Linked DNA regions of Zea mays: region 2 is linked to region 1. A link is a contact called in public Hi-C data. All regions are on one chromosome and are shown on one strand. Each heading gives the region's core, a stretch centred on a gene start, on an enhancer-like site or on the middle of the called end of the contact. The rest is flanking DNA. Distances are from core to core; before and after follow the strand shown.

Region 1 (2,700 bases), core at 46-2,545:
AGAAGCTCGCTTGCCTTGAACCCCTTGGTGGCCTTGTAGAGGTCCTTGTACGCGAACCTGTGAGGGTGCTTCAGCTCCCAGTCCTCCAGTGTGTCAGCGAGCTTTGCCCTCTTTCGAAGCCAGAACAGGATGGCCATGGCCGCGGCGATCAGAGTGAGTGTCCCCGCGCATGCCACGGCGGCGAGCTTGATGATTACGAGCTTGGAAAGCGCTGCGCGCGGCTTCGGAACTTTGGGCAGCCGCCGGAGATTGATGGATCGCGCGAGCCCATTGGTCCGGAAGCTCCACGCCAAGATGTAGTGCGAGCTCGCCAGCTTCCCGGTGGCCGAGGAGAAACCGACATACATCTCCTCCCTCAAGATCGGTCGCAGGTCGAGTTTTGTTGAAATCAGCGGCCGAAGAGGTCGGTCTGCCACGTACACAGGGGCCACGGTCACGTTGAGGACGCCGCTGTCGCCGTCGTAGTCTATCCACGCCTGGATTGGCTGCGCACTCTCCAGCATCACGGGCACCTTGGCGTTTCCGCCGGCGTAGTACGCGACAGGCTCCGACACGTTGGAGACGAGGCTGTTGACGTCGACGCCGACGTGGTTGCCGTTGGTGTCGTTCAGCTCCAGGTCCAACACGGTGTCGAACTCCACGGCGAGGACATGGTTGGCGGGGTTGCCGTTGGTGGTCGGACCGAGGACGCCGAGGTAGACCTCGGGGGACGCCCCGGGAAGCACGGTGGACGGGGCCACCACGAAGGCCAGGCCGTGGCCGCCGCCGCTCCCGACGGTGACGATGTCGAGGACGAAGGCCGTGCTGAACGACGACGGCGGCCTCCCGCCACCGCCGACCTCGAGGAAGCGCACGGGAGAGCCGTGGAACGCGTGGCCTACGAGGCGGTTGCTGTCGTTGGTGAGCTGGAGCGCGCCTCCGTGCAGCACCGACGCGGAGCCGTCCAGGGTCAGGTTCGCGTGCTGGAACCCTTGGTAGATGAAGTCGACATCGTCGGCCGAGCATGAAACCGCGAGGAGAAACAGAACGGACAGACATAGAGCAGAGCTGGGCGGCACGATCATCGTGTTCGAAGCGCTCTCTGAAATCGAGATGCCACTGAGCACAATGAGCAACGGGGAAGCTACTAGTACTATGGTTTGCCGAGCCTTAAGCCGCCAGAACGTGGGGGTTTCTCTTTACGCGAACAATCGCGTTCCTATTCCAAACAAATTCAGGTTCATGTAATCTTAAAGTTAGGTTATACAAAGTACGTTCTCGATCCTAAAATAAGCACACATCTCAATCACCAACAAATTGAACTTTTTAAAATCTAACTAACTATATACAAAACATAGTGATATTTATATCTTCAAATAAGTTTAGTATAAAAACATATTCTACAACCAATCTAATAACATGGATCACACATTATAAATATTAATTTTTTAAACGTATTTATTTAAATTTAAAAAGTTTAATTCTTCAATAAGCGAGATGCTCTTGTTTAGGAACCGAAAGAGTATCTCCATGTTCCCATACCCGCTCTCCATGGCTGCTAAGGGCTGAGTTAGCAATTTATAAAGGACCGTCCTTGCCTCCTTGGTTTGACTTGACTTTTGACTTTCACTTTCTAATTAATTTCGTGGGCCCCACATGTCCTTGCGAGCGCCCAATCATTCTCATTCTCTGCTGCGGTGCAATTGGCTGCACAAGGGCTATCATGGTGACGCCCGAAAGAGTGAAAGGTTGACAACATGGTCGTGTCAACAAGGGCATGTGATTGTGATGTGAGTAGAAATGCAGGACCCAAAGTGAAGGAACATGACTGGCTAGAATTCCCAGGCTTTCTTATGCAAAGACTATCTTTAGTAGAATCCATATCTCATTCCCTATTTTAAACAGTATAATGCAAAACAGTATTTTTGACGACTTTTTACACGGCCTGCTAGAGATGCCTATCGCTCACCATTCGTCAAGTCGTCCCGGTTAGTAGTTTACGTACCTGATTCGTGGTTGTATACACCCCCAAAATCCCTAAGACGAGCAGACGACTGACCGACCGGTGATTGGGGATAAACTCGTATGGTACTGCTGGTTAGAAAGAATAATCCATTTCAAAATTACCATTATTGTGGAACAAATTTGGATAAACATTTGTCTAAATTTATTCATAAAACAACGTCTTTTTCGAGATGAAGGGGAAAGTACATAAAAAAGATGCTACTCCTACCTGCAGCTTAGAGATATTTTTAAAACATCTGACTTATATAACAAATATAATATTTTAATATGGATATATATATATATATATATATACGAGATTTGAAGCTAACTTTTAATCAAGTTAGTACATAAAAAAGATGCCACTCCCTACCTGCAGCTTAGGGATGTTTTTAAAACATACTACTTATATGACAAATATAATATTTTAATATAGATATATATATATATATATATAATTTGAAGCTAATTTTTAGTCAAGTTAGTAAGCATATTATGAAGTATAAGAATAAAATTTTGTATAAATTTTTGTGTACGTTATTTTCTCACTACAGCAAAAAAAATGAAAAAGCATCTAAACCAATATTCGGATAGGTATCCGAATTTTATATCAATTATTTTAAAAGATATAGAACAAATTTGAAGTTTACTTTTTATGAATATTAATAGACTCAATGCTAAAACAAGAATATGAATTGTATAACAAAATCTATATGT
Region 2 (2,700 bases), core at 159-2,658, 150 kb after region 1:
CACTTCATTAGATTACTTGCATAGTCTGGAACTGTGTCAACCTAGGTCTGGACCAACAAAATGTTGTCCGTCTCCTTTCCCTCTCCCTCTCCCCCCTATGCATGCCCACGGCCAACAGCGCAGCTGCAATGCTGCATCCGTGCTTTCTGCATGCACCGGGGCTGACCGGTTGGACTTGGGCATCTCTCTCGCGCTGCATCTGCCAGCATATGGCTCTGGCACTGGCATGGGGTGCCTGCCTGGCTCCCTGCCAAAAGCGTCCGTCGAGGCGTCGACTCGTCTGTAGCGTGCGCGTCCGCTAGCGACAGCAAAAAGCAAAAGAATATATTTCACCTGGAGAAGGGCGCTCCGCCGTTGGACTTTCGTCGTCCCATGTCCGAATGGTGATGAGCATGGCCATGGCTGGCGCGCCGCTGAATAGAACAGGACGCAGAAGGATGGATGGATGACTCATCAGATTTGCAGACCGGAGATTTGTTTCGGGTAGGAAACGTACAGATTCTCCTGTTAACGGGGACCTCGTCTTGTCTCGGCATGCAATAGTAGTATAATTGCATACTCCTATAAAAAAACAGAGGAGAGACGGGGACGAAAAAGGAGCAACTTGCCAGCTGAGCATTTGTTTGTTCCCTTTGACTGACTGGGAGGGGAGCAGAGCAGTTCACACTGTTAATGCTGCATGCATGTCCTTTACTATGCTGGCAGCATGGCAGGATCCAAGGCGGAGGACGATTGTGCGGAGCGGCTTGTTGCGACCGGTGCCGCTGCCGCCCATATTTTGGACTTGGGATGCAGGATACTCAAAACCCCGGTGCCGGTGCCGGTGTGCTGACAGCACAGCACAGTGCGTCGTCACCGAGCCAAAAGAGGCAGAGATCGATCGTTACCACTGTACTAGTGTACTGGCCCTCGCCCTCCTCGCTCTCCCTCACTCTCATTCAGATTCACCAACCCCACACGGAACCATGAATGGGCACACATGGTCCTTTAGATGCTTGTGGACGTGGAGTACCGTGACCGTCTCGCTGCTGCGTGATAAATGCAGAGCCCGATTGCTCGGATTCTCGCTCGCATGTGTAGTGTAGTAGTACTGAGCGGACGTTATCGGGTTTCAAAGGACTGTACTTACTCCTGCTAGTAAAAATACAGATATACAGCTGGTGCTCGTACAGTACTCCGCAAGTCCGCATACATACACAGCCACTTCATTTTTAAAGCATTTTACCTGTGAGCTCGGATTTTTTAAAGTGCAGAACATGTTCCCATCGCCTCAAATCCAGCGCCGCACCAAATCCGGGACAAGAATTTACCACCTCTCCATCCATCTCGTTGCCTGCCTGCCTGCCTCGGGCTGCGACTCCACTGGACGACCCTACTTCACCCTGGTCTTCCACCCCACCCCACGCACACGAAGACAGAGAGAGCCCTCCGGGCGTCGATTCCGCCATACTGCCACCATTACTGACGCCCCCTCACCGCCTCCGGGCCCAACGAGCAAGCCAGGGAAGGGGAGCCGAGGCCTCGCCTACGCCTAGGCACGCCCCTCCCCCTGCGCGACATGTCAGGGGACCGCTCGCCCACGGTAGAGCGCCGGCGGGGGATCCGGCGCCTCCTGCTGCATCCCCGCGGCGAGGCCTCCTCGTCCTCGCCTCCGCCGCCGGCGCCGGCGCCTGAGGAGGGGAGGCGGAAGGGGTTCGCCACGGCGGCGCTGCGCGGCCTGGGCTGCACGTCGGCGTCCGCGTCGCAGGCGTACGCGCCCGGGGAGGCCGCGGCGGCGGCGGCCGTGCGGTCGTCGGCGGACTGGCAAGGTCGGCGGCGCAGGAGGGGGAGGGACAGGAGGAAGGAGCGTGGCGGGGGCGGAGGAGGAGGCTTCGTCACCGGTGGGATCGGCGCCGACGTGTGGTGCGCACCCGGCATACCCTTCGCGGCGGAGGCGTCCTCCGTGAACTGCGTGGTGGCGCGCCACCAGATGGTGGGGAGGGGCGGCCGCGGCGCCGAGGGGGACAGGTCCCACAGAGAGGTCTGTCCACGGCTTCCTCGCTTCTGCTGCCTGCCACTTGCTTTCGATCTGTTCGTGCTCAGATTTCGTTCGTTTTGAAAGGATTTCACTCTGGCTGATTCGTTCGTTCACTCTGGCTGGCGATCGTTCTATTTTTTAAACAAATAATTATATATTTTTCCCTTCTGCCATCTTGCGTGCTTTGTGTCAGGTTCACAGCATTTCTGGTCCCCTTCAAAATTTGATTAATGCCATCAATCTCCTAATTAATCCTAACAACCGTGGTTACGGACGGTCGTCAATATTGTTCAAAGATCAATGCGATTGGCTGTTCGTTGTTCTCTGGCCGCGTGAACTCCTTTATTTTAATATTCTATAATGTTACGCAAGTGGAATCTTTGCCATGTTCTGCTGTATTGATGAGCTCTCTCTCACCTGAACAGAGGCCGTGCTTGTCCCGGAGGGTGACCGTGCAGGAGCAGATATCCTCGTCCTTCATGGACTCGCCGCCGCCGCCGCACCTCGATGCCCCCTTATTCGGCGCCGATCTCATCCCCTCCGGCCGCCTCCGCCGGATGCGCGGGTGGCGCCACTCCCCCGGAGGACTCGAGGAAGAGGTACGGCATACCATTGCATTGCATTGCAAAGAGACAGACGGTTGCTCTTCGCCATCTCGCTTGCTTACACACATCAACCGCATC

The links. A called contact is a pair of places that touch in the nucleus more often than the background predicts.
Region 2: a Hi-C map of leaf shows a contact between it and region 1, with 2.1 times the contacts expected there. The contact joins the promoter of LOC100281993 here to the promoter of LOC103651308 in region 1. A contact is called at or near these places in 3 of 25 Hi-C or Micro-C datasets (ear and leaf).

What each region holds. Positions count from the first base shown.
Region 1 is chr3:212,067,374-212,070,073 of Zm-B73-REFERENCE-NAM-5.0, forward strand. It overlaps LOC103651308 (L-type lectin-domain containing receptor kinase SIT2), which reads right to left and starts at 1,296. Exons shown (of 1, transcript XM_008676930.2): 1 at 1-1,296. The coding sequence starts at 1,064.
Region 2 is chr3:212,215,060-212,217,759 of Zm-B73-REFERENCE-NAM-5.0, forward strand. It overlaps LOC100281993, which reads left to right and starts at 1,409. Exons shown (of 5, transcript NM_001154908.2): 1 at 1,409-2,020; 2 at 2,443-2,616. The coding sequence starts at 1,559.